3 separate regions of the Mus musculus genome follow, and all the other regions are linked to region 3. The links are chromatin contacts, called in public HiChIP or PLAC-seq maps. All regions are on one chromosome and are shown on one strand. Each heading gives the region's core, a stretch centred on a gene start, on an enhancer-like site or on the middle of the called end of the contact. The rest is flanking DNA. Distances are from core to core; before and after follow the strand shown.

Region 1 (4,746 bases), core at 49-2,548, 190 kb after region 3:
ACATCATTAACAGATCGAGGTAGCAGTATAGAAAAAAAAAATAATGTCTAAAATCGATGCTCTGACATTAAAGACAGGAGAAAGCCCGAAGACAAAGATCTGTATTCTTTGGTCTTACTCTAGCAGATATTGACTGAGTATTTGCAAACGCTGGGCATTCACAACAGCTAAGGAGTTTTCAATCACTAGGGATGGAAATAAGAAAATAAGCAACTCTTTATACCATGAGCTACCTTCAGCATCCTGTGGATACAAACCAGTGTAACATTTTCTGGGATCAAGCCTTTATCCTCATACCTGAGGTATGATTGGGTGTCAACCATATCACTAGGGTGTAGCAGTCAGCATATACAGTGTAACAAGTGATTCCAATGTGTTGTGCCGTACAAACATAACTGTACTGCGATTCTGCAGGTCACTGTGCTAGCTCGGCTGAGGCGTATTATGGGAATGGTTGCTGGAAAGTTTCACAGGCTCTAGGGATAAGGGACCTTCAGTTTACCCAGCTTGTTTTAACTCTGATGTCTCTTATCCTCTGGTAAGCTCGTCAGAGCTTCTGCTTACCCACTCCTCCCTCTCCTTTCCCTGATTCTTCCCTGAGTGTGTTCGTACTTATTTATTTTCTGAGATGATGTCTTACTCTGTAGCCCAGGCTGGCCCGGAATCCATAGCAATCCTTCTGCCTCGACTACTCAAGTGCTAGGGTGGCAGGTGGTAAGACACCATGCTCAGGTATGATAGAGTTTCTCCATACTGCAATCCCAGGCGTCGTAAGAGTAGTAAAAGAGAGAAAAATCTCACTCATGTGTTCTTTCACATTTGTTAATTTCTCTTTGGCCACAAAGAGCCAATTACCTAGTAGGTTCAACTCAGGGGATCTAGCTTTCTCTGGCTCTACTCACACAGAAAACAACATGTACAAAGCTCAATGCAAGAGGACACAGCATGCTGGGAAAACTCCAAGAGTTCAGGAATGGCTAGACAAAAGCATGTGAGAAATGTCAGAGGAGATATATGTATCTATGAACCTGTGTATGTATGTATTTGAGACAGGGTCTTGCTCTATAGCCCTGGCTTGCCCAGAGCTCAACTTTTCCCCTGTGTAGATCAGGCTGGCCTAAAATTTTGGCAATTCTTCTGCCTTCACCTCACAAATGCTAGTGTTTCAGGCCTGAACCACCACACCTGGCTTGAAACATTTCGCAAATACAGACGAGTAGCCACTTAAAGCTTTTACACAGGATGCTGACATGATTGGTAGGGTACCTAGCAACACAAAGCCTAAAAGCACTTAACATCATCCCCAGGAAGACAGCCCAAGGATAGCTAAGGGCAAACAGGATGAGCAAGACTCAGAGGTGGTGCAGAGCTCACAAGCACGTTTGAAACAATACAACCAGAAGAGAGGTTGGGGGTTTCTAAAGGCACAGCAGAGAGCAGCAAGCTCCAGACCTGCCCACTGTCTGCTTCAAGGGGAAGTGCTGAGCATGGGGGAGGGGCTTGGCCCAGCTCTTACTGAATCCCACAGACCCTTGTTGACTATAGATTGTCAACAGAACCCAAGGGACTAATGGCTCAAAGATGCTCTTCGAATGTGACTGCCTGCATTATTATTGTCACGGGTCAGTCCAGCAGACCACCCTTCTCCTTTCAACACACTTTTCCCTCTTAAGCTCAAAATAGGCAACGTGCCCCAGGTGGTCTGAGGGCTCTCTTTCTCAAAAACCTCTCTAAACTTGGATTGGACCAGTGCTCACCCACTCATTTCCAAATATGACCCATAATATACATTTCAGTGTTAGCTCTTAAGCATACTAGAATGGAAATGAGTGTTTCATTTCACTAAATTCAAATTCAAAAGTGAGAGTGAGAATAACCTGTGGTTTCTATAAGTATAGTCAGGGACTCTGAAACTTGCGTGATGCTGGGTGGGTGGGAATTGCAGGCTCTTTCTCAGCTCTCTGCGTTATAACTCCAGTGTTTAAAATGTGATGGAGAAAACTGGGAAGGCCCCTACATGTGCGTGAAGTGCACAATTCACCCTATTTCTTTGTGGGATTTTTTTTTTCTGCTTAAAAAGAGGAAATTTAGAGCCCTGCAAATGGCCTGCGCCTCCTGCTTTCTCTTTATTCCCACTTAGGTCTCAGTGTTTACTATGAGAGAAGCCACGGAGCCCTAGGGCCTGGATATGGTCCTCTAGGATGGGGCAGGCCACTTGATTAACTCAGATTCAGATGTTTTGCCGCTTGCTTGAAAAGCCTGTTAGAAAGATCATCGGGTGAGACGGGTCGGTCTTTATCTTGTGGTCACTAATGGGAACCTTGCATGCTCCAGGGGCAGGGGATAGTGAGTATAAGGGGTGGCTGGAGGCTCAGCCCCTCTATATGCTGCTGGCTGAATGGGTGCCCCATCAACACCAGAGTCTGAAAAGTCCCTGGGTGCGATCCCAGCCCACAGGCATCCTTGACTGCTGAGTAACATAGCAAGCATTTTAGACTTTTTTTTTTTTTTTAATCAGAGAGTCTCAGTGAAAACCTCTTGTAGAGAACTGATAAAGAAACATGTGATAAGGGGTAAATCCCACTCCTAATTTCAAGTGCCCAAATATGGAGAGCTTCATGCTCAAGTGAACTGGAAAGAAAAAGCAGGAATGGCTTGGAATGCCTGAGTCTGCTTATTTGCTTTAATAGCAGGCCCGATGCATAAGCATTGACTCATTGCCCTCTATACCAAAAGGAAGAAAGGGTTTGTCACGCTCACTCTCTTCTGGCACTCAGAACAGCGTGTGGAACCAAGGCCAGGGGGAATAAAGGAGCTTGGCACTGGAGGGGAGTGGAGAAACTGCCACCTTTGTGCTTCCTGTCGCTGTTTAAACATGTAACCTTGTGTGACACTTCACATATGATGTTAGTGACTGGACACGCTGTTCCAGAGGGCATGGATCAGTGCAGAGGGACATGGGATCTTGTTATTGGAAGATGGGGCCAGCGAATGGAGTCTGCTGCCTGTGTGTTGTTACACTGAGCTAGCTCGTAGTCTTCACTTGCCCATCCAGTCTGCTTCCTTTAGTTCTGGGACCCTACTATGTACCTCCTGGCGCTTGCTTCCTTGGAAGGTGACATATTTTTAAGTCTGAAAGAGTGAGTCTGTGTGCAGAGCCACTCTTGATGGCCTCCTTGATTAGTGTATGGGGCAGTCATCGTAATTTGACAGACCGGCGTGAGATCGATGAATGCCCATTGAGTATTGCCTGTGTCTTACAAAGGAAGATAGGCATGAGGATCTATTGAGAGCATGTGGATCTCTCACCTTTCTGATGCACATTCTCTGGGTATGACAACAGTGAATTCTCCCTTCTCTCATGTACACACAGGTACATACACACATGCATCACACCCCAGACATCCTCTGCTGAAGCCCTCTTGGCTGCAGAGAGCCGAGAGAACACCAGGAAACAAGACAATTTGTGTTCGTTAGGCTTCCTAGCCTTCCAGATCTTGAGTTCAATCCCCAGCAACCACATGGTGGCTCATGATCATCTACAGTGTGATCTGATGCCCTCTTCTGGCATGTAGGCATACATGCAGATAGGGCACTCATATGCGTTAAATAAGTAAATCTTTAAGAAAAGAAACCTGAAAACTCAAAATTAGTTTCTGTTATTAAATTGTGTTGTTAGGTTAGATTGCTTAGTGGAAAATGTGCTTCTTCTCTGAAAGCCTCTTTTCAAGTCTGTAGCTATCATTTTTTGTTGTCCTGAGAGGAGACTTTCAGTGAGAAGGGAATGCTTTAGAATGAGAGAAAAGAACCACGCCTGTACCCAGAGGTCATCTGTGAAATGCAGAAAGCTTCAAAGTCAAAAGGTTTGATTTCAGGGCATCCCTTATGACCTCTAGGTAGACCTCAGCTTTCTTTCCCTTTCCAATCACATCTGGCCCCTGTGGATCTTATGATGTGATAGAATGCATTTAACAAGTTTCTGTCTCTGCCATTTTTAAGTCTCCAGTTCAGTGGTATTGATGGTGTTTCTTCCTTTCATCCACTTATCAGTCCATCCATCCATCCATCATCCACCCATCCATCTATCCATCCATCCTCCCATCCATCCATCCATCCATCCATCCATCCATCCATCCATCCATCTATCCTCCCATCCATCCATCCATCCATCCATCCATCCATCCATCCATCCATCTATCCTCCCATCCATCCATCCATCCATCCATCCATCCTACCATCCATCCGTCCATCCATCCATCCATCCATCCTCCCATCCTCCCATCCATTCATCCATTCATCCATCCATCCATCCATCCATCCATCCATCCATCCATCCATCCATCTATCCTCCCATCCATCCATCCATCCATCCATCCATCCATCCATCCATCCATCCAGCCAGCCAGCCAGCCAGCCATCCAGCCATTCAGACCTCTTCTCTCTTTGAGAATTGAATCTGGGTTCATCAAGCTGGCTCAGTGGGTAAATATGAGCGTAAGTCTCATGACCTGAATTCAATCCACATGATGGAAGGAGAGAACCGATTCCCACGTTTTATCTCTAACCCTCACACAAGCATTGTGGCACATGTGTATGCATGCACATACTCACACAACAAATGCATAAGATAATAATTGAAAACTCACAAAAATCTTCCTGAGTCGGACCCTATAGCAATAACTCCCCATCCTTCCGTCTCCAAAGTCCCTTGCAGCCACTTTCCACCTTTATAATTCTGCTGACTCT
Region 2 (4,605 bases), core at 143-2,642, 230 kb after region 3:
AAAAACAAAAAAACAAACAAACAAAAAAAAAAAACGAAGATGCTTCAGCCACCATTGGTTCAGCACACAAAGATAAAACTCACACCAGTACTTTAAATTAAACCGTTGAACATCCTTTTCGGGACTGTTTTTTGCAATGGGTGTTAGCATATTAGGTATTGCATCAATGTGTTAAATAAAAGTACCATGGCTATGAAGTGGGCTTAAATGTCTAACTCCACCCACCTGCCTTGTTTTCTGTGTTTACTGCCACAGGAAAAAAACATCTGCTTGGGACTTTACTGTGGGTGATTTTCATTTTTCAGAGTTGCGGTTGTCCTGATTACTATGCACTTAGTATTCAGGAATGTGCCTGCATGCATTCAGCTACTCTGTGTGAACACAGCACCCACACTTCCCATATGTGCATGTATACACATCCCTGCCTGTGCCCATGTATTCTCAAATCCTGGTGGTGGGTTTTTTGTTTTTTGTTTTTTGCGTGCTCACACATAAGGATACATTCACAACCGCATAGATGTATATTCTCTCATGTGTGCATATGTGTATATATTCACCCCTGCATGATAGAATATTGCAATTCACCCCATACATTTGGACACATGCGTACTACAAACACGCATTTACTCTAATGATATAGAATGCTCACAACCATACCCAGGTGTGTGCACTCATGCCTACATGTGCCTACATATGTTTCTCATGTTTATGGGTTATATACATCTCTCTGTGCGCCCATATGATATGTGTGTGTGTATGTCCTAATCCTTACATATACATGCACACTCTCCTCTGCACACCTATCTGCAATTGCACTTACCTCCCACAAGTGTGAAAGTGTGTGAATGGGTATCATCCCACAACAAATGCCAAGCTGTGTCCCCATGTCTTGCCCTCACCCTTGAGCCTAAGTCTAACCCTGTGGAGAAGGAGGCAGCCCAGAGTTTAATTCTACATTTAAGATATTTTTGAAAATATTCCCATTGAGAGAAACAGGAAAGACTGGAGCCTAAAATGTCAGAGTACATTTGCTTCCAGCTCCCAGTCACAGAGCTGAAGCAACCCACTATTCAAAAATTACATATTTTAGTCATCCTTCGTCCAAAGTGGGAGGGGCCAGATGCAAATGTAAGCAGCTCCTTGGCTCCCTTCAGTGTCCTTGCTACTGTTAAAGTGACAGTGGATGATTCAGTGGGGCTGGTTCCTTGGTTTCAGTTTGAACAGCCTCACCCTGTGATAGGTGTGAACTTGTATTTCTCACTGTATGAGAGAAAACCCTCAAACAGAAAGACCAGGGCAGCTTGAGTTGGAGGGACCTCATAATCCAAGGTGGCATCTACTGTGTTCCAGCTGGTAACCTCAGGGGTTCACGTGTGACTCAAAAAGGAGAGTGCTGGCCCACAATCAGTGTTTCCTGCCACAAGTCAGGAAATGTGATCATATCACACGTAAGCCAGTGTCACAAGGGGACATCAGATGTGAAACCGGAGGGGCTTTTTGTCTCTTAGCAGCTTAAATATTTAATTAAATTAGGAGGGAGGGAGGAGTGGAGAGAGGGACAGACAGAGGCAGAGTGACAGAGAGACGGACACAGATTTCATATGTTCTGTTGTCAGGTAATAGTCCCCCATGTTATTTTTATGGGCCATTCTATCTAGCGACAAGTTGGATTATAAAACCGTCTCCCAGCTTCCCCAAAGTAATGTCTGTTTTCTCGCTTTCTAATACTTTCTTCAGATCTTCGGGTAAAGCCTCGTCACGGTGAATCCAGATGAGAGCTGGCTTGGGGATACTTGGAGATGTGGATGGTTTGGTTCTGACTTCATCCATTTTAGGCAGAGAAACCTGTTTGTTCCTGAAGGTTTGAGTCTAGGCTGGCTGTGTAGACAGAAGCAGAATACCAGCATCACTTCCCAACTTATCCTTCTGATTCTCTGTATTAAAGTAGCTGAGCTATTTTTAATGAACATATGCAAATTTTATAAAGTTGTGTCTCACCTCCATCCTCAATATTTTTTTCATTACAATACATTTGCCTATCTGTCTGTCTGTCTGTCTATCTATCTATCTATCTATCTATCTATCTATCTATCTATCTACTGTATGTGTGTGCTTGCATGCACCTGCTGTGATGTACAAGTAGAAATCTAGGCACACTGAGAGCGACCTGGTACTCTCCTTCTACCATGTGAGGTCTAAGGAGCAGACTCAGGTTGCCAGTCTTGATAGTGAGCTAGCTCCTTTACCCACTGAACCGCTTTATTGGCTCCCCCGTCTTCAGCCTCTTAAATGAAACAGACAGTAAGCACATTCTAGCTTTTATTTAAAATGTTGTCCCTGGGCTGGGGCTGGAGCTGAGTTGAGAGAGTGCTTGCCTTGTATGTTCTATGCAGTGGGTCCATGAGCCCCAACACTGCATAAACCAGGCATGGTAGCACATGTCTGTAATTATTGCTTTTATGAAGTAGGGGCAGGGGGATCAGAAGTTCTTGGTCATCCTAAGCTACAGAGTGAGTTCAAACTCGACCTATGCTATGTGAGACCCCATATTGGTTACTTCTCTGTTGCTCTTATAAATTACCATGACCAAAGAAACTTGTGGAGGGAAGAGTTTATTTGTGCTCAGGATTCTAGAGAGAGATAGGCTGGGATGCTGGGGAAGCCTGGCAGCCAAGCTACAGAAATGGTGGCTGGAGCAGCGGGCTGCGGGCTAACATCTTGAACTATAAGTATGAAGAAGGGAGAACAATCTGCAAGCGAGCCCTCGAGCTGCCAAAGCCCACCCCCATGGAAAGACCAGAAGAGGCAGAACATGGGGAAATCCGGTGCAAAACAGTCTTCCCTTAGAAATGGATGTTAGTAAGAACTCCAAAACTATGGTGATCTCAATAGATATGCTGACATAGAAGGAGAACATTTTCCCAGGGTCCCAGCCCTACACAAAGGGCTATAGGCAACTAATGCCTGCTGGAGAGGGAGAAATGGCCTGTCTCGGGGATGAGAGTTCCCTTCGTGGTTATCCAATGCAAAGAGGTCATCCCTGAACTCTTGCGCGCACTCAACTGGCCAGGAAGAACGACGCTGCAACAGGATCCTTCTGCACACGTTTATTGGGAGAGCTTGATTGTAGAGACAAAAAGACCCCGAGCCCAGAACTGGTGCTGCTTATATAGGCCTAGGAGAGGCGTGTCTCACACCCGGATTGGTTATGCACTACGCCTCATTTGCATGTTCCTCATCTGATTGGCTACTCTCTCTCTGTACCTCACAGAGCCTCATTATCATACCTCATTTGCATGTCTCACATCTGATTGGTTACTCTCTCTCAGTACCTTACAGAACCTCATTATCATACCTCATTTGCATGTCTCACATCTGATTGGTTACTCTCTCTCAGTACCTTACAGAACCTCATTATCATACCTCATTTGCATGTCTCACATCTGATTGGTTATACTCTCAAAGCCTCATTATCATGCCCGGGCCAGGCAGTGTCTTTGCAAAAAACTTTACTGCATATGTACACATTGGTTGTTTGTCCAAACTTATGCGTGGTGGCCAGCAGTAGTCAGTGCCACTCTGCAACGGCACATGTGGCTTCCCACACTGAACCATATATACACAAAGAACAAAAATAGGCTCAAGTTTATTGCTATATTTGTGCAGACACACACACATGTGTATGCGTATACAACAATAATAAAGAAAAAAGAGGCTATGATTTGGGGATGGGAGATGGTAGGCACTGGAGTGCAGGCACCTGGGTGGGAAGGACCAGATGGAAGAAAGAGAAGGGGAAAGTTATATAATTCTATTTTAATTTAATATATATATTTAAATATTTTAACTTGAATAAAAAAATTCCCATCCTCAATGATAAACTTTCTCCATCAAGGCCACCCCCTCCAAGTGCCCCCCTCCCCCAACAGCTCCTAAACTAACTAGGGTCAAAGTGTTAGAGCCCTTTGGCCTCCTGAATCAGCATGCGACTTTTCCATCATCCATGCAGTGTCTTCGTGATGCCACCCATACATCTAGCTGCAGGCTGTCTCCTGTGTGCATGGGTATAAAGTTGCAACCCATCCCATAGCTCTGTACAGAAAAGAAAGGCCCTTCTAGCATGGTTAACTAGGCTAAAGAATGAGGACCTAACCTTTAAAATCTTCTCAAGATGAGCAGTTTCTCCGTTCTTCTCAAACTCCCCGTGCCCTCTGCTGGATTGGAGAGGTGGAGTCCAGCACTGGGGCAGTGGGGAATTTGATGGTGTTGTTTAGGTGAGAATAATATTCTATCATTGTTTAGTTCTGGTCTCTATACAGAGATCTGTTTGATGGGGAGTAATTTCCTTTGAGGATAAGACACAGAACATCTTTTTTCAAGGTTCGTTTATTTGTGTTTTATGTGTATGAATGTTTGCCAGAATATATATGCATACACTGTATGCATGGTCAGAACCCATGGAAGCCAAAAGAAGGCATCAGGTCCCCAGAAACTAGAGTCACAGACTCTGCCTGAACAACCACGTAGATGCTGAGAACTAAGCTTGGCTCCTTTGCAAATGCAGTAAGTGTTCTAAACCTCTGAGCTGTCTCTCCAACCTTGACA
Region 3 (4,546 bases), core at 221-2,720:
CGATCCCCAGCATTAAAGCAAAGGAATTAAAATAAATGAAAAGCAGTTTAAGATTGGGTAGAGAATGGAGGTGAGCTTGCTGGTTCACAGCACTTTACAGTTCTTTACTTATTCCCTGGGTTGGAAGCTGTGGCCCCAGCACAGCACTGCAATGGAGAGAGGGCTGAGTATCTGCACTTTTACAAGTCAGATCCCTCTCAGTTCTCCACAGTTGAGCTAGTAGTCTGAGCTAGTAGTCCTCAGACCTTACTATGCAAAAGCTGTTGTGTTGTGTACACAGACTCATGTTTGCAATGTTTATAGGGAAACTGAGGGTGTTTCAAAGTGAACTTGGACGATAATTGACTTTTTCAAAACTTTAGAGCCTAACTGCCTTTCTCTTCCCTCCTCTCCCCTTCCCTTCCCCTCCCTCTTTTCTTCTTTCCTCCATTTCCCCTTTTCTCCTCTCTTTCTTCCTCCTTCCCCTCCCTTCTTTCTCTTCTCCCCTCTCCTTCCTCCATTTCCCACTTCCTTCCCTCCCTCCTTCATTTTCTCCCTCCCCTCCCTCCTCCTTCATCTCCCTTGTTCTCTTCCCTGTTTCCTTACCCTCTCCATCCATTCTTTCCTAACTATCTCTCCTTTCTTCTGCCCTGTTCTTCCATCTGTCCATCTTCCTTTCCTTCCTGGTTTTTTTCCTTTTCCTTTTGGTAGATTAGTTCTGAATTTTCAATAAGCAGATGAAGTAATGAGTGTCCTGGTGGCATGTTCATATGGACTCTCTGGTCCCCCTACACCTTCCCTCCCCCGTTTCCTTTCCCCTCCCGCTTGCACCTTCTGCCCCCAGTATTCTCTGTTTTCATTTTCATGTCGTGTCTATTTGGTTACCCCCACGCCCCTTCCTGAAAGCATCTTCTTTGCTCTCATGGGCCTCTTTCAAGTTCCATGACCTCCGCCCATGCTCATGCCTACATAATGGGCTATATGTGAATACTAGAAGCTAGGGAACACCTATGAGAAAGAATATGTGATATTTGCCTTTTTTAGGCCTGGGTGACCTTGTTTAACATGATATTTCCCAGTTCCATACATTTTTCTATAAGTTCCATATTTCTTTATGACTGAATAAAATTTCACTGTGTACATGAACTCTTCTTGCCCATTCATCTGTTGGCAGACAACTAGGCTGATTTTATTTCCTTATTATTACAAATAGAAGAACAGCAAACATGAACTGTAAGTATCTCTGAAAAGATGTAGGGCCCTTTGGGTGTCGGCGCAGTAGTGGCATAGCAGGGTCACACAGTAGGTTCTAGTTGTAGTTTTTTGAGAAACGTCCACACCGATTTCCATAATGCAATTGTTTATGCTCCCACCACCATATGCCAGAATTTTTATTGTTTTTATTTTGTGGCAGGTCTCACTATGTAGCCCTTGTCAGCCTGGAACTTCACAAATACAACAGGCTGGCCTTGAATTTGTGGTTTTCCTGCTTCTGCCTCTCATGTGCTAAGATTACAGGCATTGCCACCACCTGGCTTCCTATGGTGTGTGTGTGTGTGTGTGTGTGTGTGTGTGTTGCCTGCACTTGTAAAGTAATGGGGTCTACTTATATTCAATAAGAAAATTGCTAGTGTGCTAACTATATATCTCTCTTTATAAAAATAACTAAAGTAGCCTTTGATCTGCCTGAACTTGGTCCTCTAGGCTCCTATTCAGTTTTCCATCTTTAGTTTTTTACTTTGAGCTGGGAAAGAGCCCCTGCCAAAAGACAGCCAGGTTCTCTCTGAGCCCAGCCCAGCCAGCCATCTGTAAAGAAGAAAGAAGCTTGTTTGTCTTAAAAGGCAGCCCAAGAGACCGTTACAATAGCGATTGTCAGAGCAGAAACACTTGGCATTGGTTGAAAGTGTTTGAAACAAGATTTGCCTAAAAAAGATCTTCGGTGCTTGCTTGCAACTTCTTTATGTTGTGTATCTGTTTGTATGTGCATGAGTATTCAATGTGCCTGTTGGTGTGTGTGAGAGTGTGGGCAAGTGTGGAGCTTCCTGAAGCCAGCCTACAGTCTGAGTCTTCACCTCCCACATTGTTTGAGACTGGGTCTATCTTGTTTGCTACTGTGTATACCAGGCTAGCCAGCCAACGGGCTTCTGAGAATCCTCCAGCCTCTGCCTCCCATCTCAGTGTGGGAGTGCAGGGACTGCAGATGCACACTACCATGGGAGTACAAGCAGATGTACATGACTCTGGGCTCGCAGGGACTGCAGTTGCTCACTGCTGCATCTGGCTCATGTGTAAGGTATGACTTCAGATCGCCTTACTTCTGCTGACATTGCCTTATCCATCCACTGAACTGTCTCATTAGTCTAAGAATTTCACATTGATAGAGATGTGTGCATTATCTCTAGATCAAAGACCTTAAACTCGAGACCCGAGAACGTAAAAAAGAATGGGACTGAGAACCGTGACTGTGGTTGCCTCTGCGGCTCTGGGCCCTGGGCATCTCTCTTCTAAGTTATGCTATGTTTTAACTCCATGGCTTTTATGCATTGGCTTTACCTTCACCATGCCTGGCTGGCACATTTGGTGACTCTCTTCAGTGAAGGAAGCGCCGTCTTCTCTACTGTTGAAGCAAGTGGCAGGAGTCAAATGCACGTGAGATGGTTGTTAGAATTTAGGGCCAAGGAGTGTAGCTGGAGGAACAGGTCTTCTTGGGCATCTAGCCACTGACAAAAGGTAAAAGAAAAAAAGATCGCATTCTGGTATTCCAGATGCTTTTTAAACAACCAGGGGGCTTTTAAAAAAAAATCGTGCAGCAAATCTAAAGTACAGGGGTATACACAGAAAGCAGGTGTGAGAATTGACAAAGCCAGACCTGATTGAGAGTGGTAAGGATGTTATAGACAGTCTTCTCAGAACCCCAGCAATTGTATCTTGCTCACTTTACCAGTCATCCAATGAAAAGCAAACATGGGCAAGTATTCAGTTGCTTCAAGAGAAGAAACGGCTTAAAAGGATGAACACTCATACTAAAATTACACGGAGGGCAACCTTCACCGGACTGCTTCATAAGCGACACACGCTCCCAGGAGCGAGGTAAGGCCCACGCCACACAGGCAAAATGAATATGGTCTGGTACCCTCATTTCTCAGTGCAGAGATGATAAGAAAAGAAGCATAGAACCCAAGGATGAACGCAGAAAAGAAACAGGCCGAGGACTGAAAAAAATGTAGCATCTGTAGTACAAAGCTAGCGTGGCAACCAGCAAGAAGGCTCAGTGTGTGAAAGCCCTTCCTCCAAGCCTGATGGCTGGAGTTCAGTCCCCGGGATTCATATGGTGGAAGAAGAGGGCCAACTCCCTGATGGCTACACACTCACTCTGAGGTGTGCACAGCCCGCTGGCACACAAAGTAAATGACTAATTAACAACTGTAAATCTAAAACAATTGGCATGTTAAGATAGTCTCTCTTTTTTGTTATTTTTAATAGCACACTTATCTCGATAGAGTATAAACATTGTATTCATTCTGGAGGGGGTGGGGTGAAAACAGAAAGCTACCCACCCCCCCTCCGCCCACCCAAGCACAGAGAGTTGAAGCCTACTTTCCATCAGCAACCTCTCTGCCTGTAAGCTAAGCTCCTGTCTCTTCGGTCCTCAGAGCTCGTCCACAGTGTCCTTGATTCATGCCACTTGGTTTGTTTATTGGTGTGTCCCTGACTAAGTTTAGAAAGTACTGTCAAGGACAACAGCCTCCTGTTCCTTTTGACATTTCCCATGGTGCTTTGCATACTGTGGCCATAGCTGTCATTCATTAGTACAAAGTATAAAGACATATTAAAATGTCATAAATGATTGCCATCATATGCTATAAATGTCATATTTGATAGTCCATAGCATCATATCTAACTTGAAATTTTAATTTGAAATTACAAGGGGCTAAAGGTGTAGTTCATTTGGTAAAGTTCTTACCTAGCATTTACAAAGCCACAGGTTTGGTTCCCAGCACCACACAACACAGCCTCCTTCCCCTCCCCCCACTCCATAATCTTATCACTTGGGAGGTAGAGCCAGGAGGACCAGGAGGTTAGGAGTTCATGGTTATCCTCCAGGATGCACCAAGTTTGAGATCAGTCTGTCTAAATGGGACCCTGTCTCAACAACAAACAAAACATTTTAAAAATGCTAGCAAGTCAAAAATAAAGGTTTAAAATAGGATAAACCTACAGATATAAATAAATATAAAATATCACAGAGTATATTGAACATAGGCGAATATGAACACACATAACGCTATTCTACATCTTGGAATGGGACGGGATGAAATCAGTTACTAGTGCTTGCGTAGAACTTCCCTTTGTCAGCAAAACATTCTGGAGCCGAGACCAGTTTTGAAGGGAGAGCCATTAGGGGATGTTTTCAACCTTGGAATAACCCTAGTGAAATTCTTCAGTCACCATAAACAACCAGGAACCATTTGTGAACTGGGAATCAAGCTCAGAAAGTTTACATTCCTCTAGAAAAGGTACCCACTTTACCATGTGTATGGGTTTACTCTTCGATAGCACCACTGTG

The links. HiChIP or PLAC-seq counts read pairs in DNA pulled down with a chosen protein or histone mark.
Region 1: a BATF HiChIP or PLAC-seq map of CD8 T cells shows a contact between it and region 3, with 33 read pairs. The contact joins two enhancer-like sites. A contact is called at or near these places in 1 of 15 datasets of contacts at CTCF or cohesin (CD8 T cells), 7 of 484 Hi-C or Micro-C datasets (B cells, the C2C12 cell line, cerebral cortex and 2 more), 3 of 115 datasets of contacts at active chromatin or transcription factors (CD8 T cells, bone marrow-derived macrophages and effector CD8 T cells) and 3 of 9 other capture datasets (adipose tissue, liver and pancreatic islet).
Region 2: a BATF HiChIP or PLAC-seq map of CD8 T cells shows a contact between it and region 3, with 22 read pairs. The contact joins two enhancer-like sites. A contact is called at or near these places in 1 of 15 datasets of contacts at CTCF or cohesin (CD8 T cells), 1 of 484 Hi-C or Micro-C datasets (Th1 cells), 3 of 115 datasets of contacts at active chromatin or transcription factors (CD8 T cells, effector CD8 T cells and memory CD8 T cells) and 1 of 9 other capture datasets (adipose tissue).

The regions. Positions count from the first base shown.
Region 1 is chr13:45,682,988-45,687,733 of GRCm38.p6, reverse strand. The region is part of intron 6 of Atxn1 (ataxin 1); the gene reads left to right. Among named protein-coding and RNA genes, the nearest start is that of Gm34582, 160 kb to the right of the region's middle. Within about 2 kb of position 1,298, at least 23 of the 459 cell types and tissues checked have an H3K27ac peak or open chromatin away from gene starts, as enhancers often do. A contact at or near this core is called in CD8 T cells and regulatory T cells, where this site is marked.
Region 2 is chr13:45,646,143-45,650,747 of GRCm38.p6, reverse strand. All of the region lies in intron 6 of Atxn1 (ataxin 1), which reads left to right. Among named protein-coding and RNA genes, the nearest start is that of Gm34582, 120 kb to the right of the region's middle. Within about 2 kb of position 1,392, at least 34 of the 459 cell types and tissues checked have an H3K27ac peak or open chromatin away from gene starts, as enhancers often do. A contact at or near this core is called in CD8 T cells, Th1 cells and memory CD8 T cells, where this site is marked.
Region 3 is chr13:45,873,480-45,878,025 of GRCm38.p6, reverse strand. All of the region lies in intron 2 of Atxn1 (ataxin 1), which reads left to right. Among named protein-coding and RNA genes, the nearest start is that of Atxn1, 89 kb to the left of the region's middle. Within about 2 kb of position 1,470, at least 24 of the 459 cell types and tissues checked have an H3K27ac peak or open chromatin away from gene starts, as enhancers often do. A contact at or near this core is called in CD8 T cells, Th1 cells, memory CD8 T cells and 1 more, where this site is marked.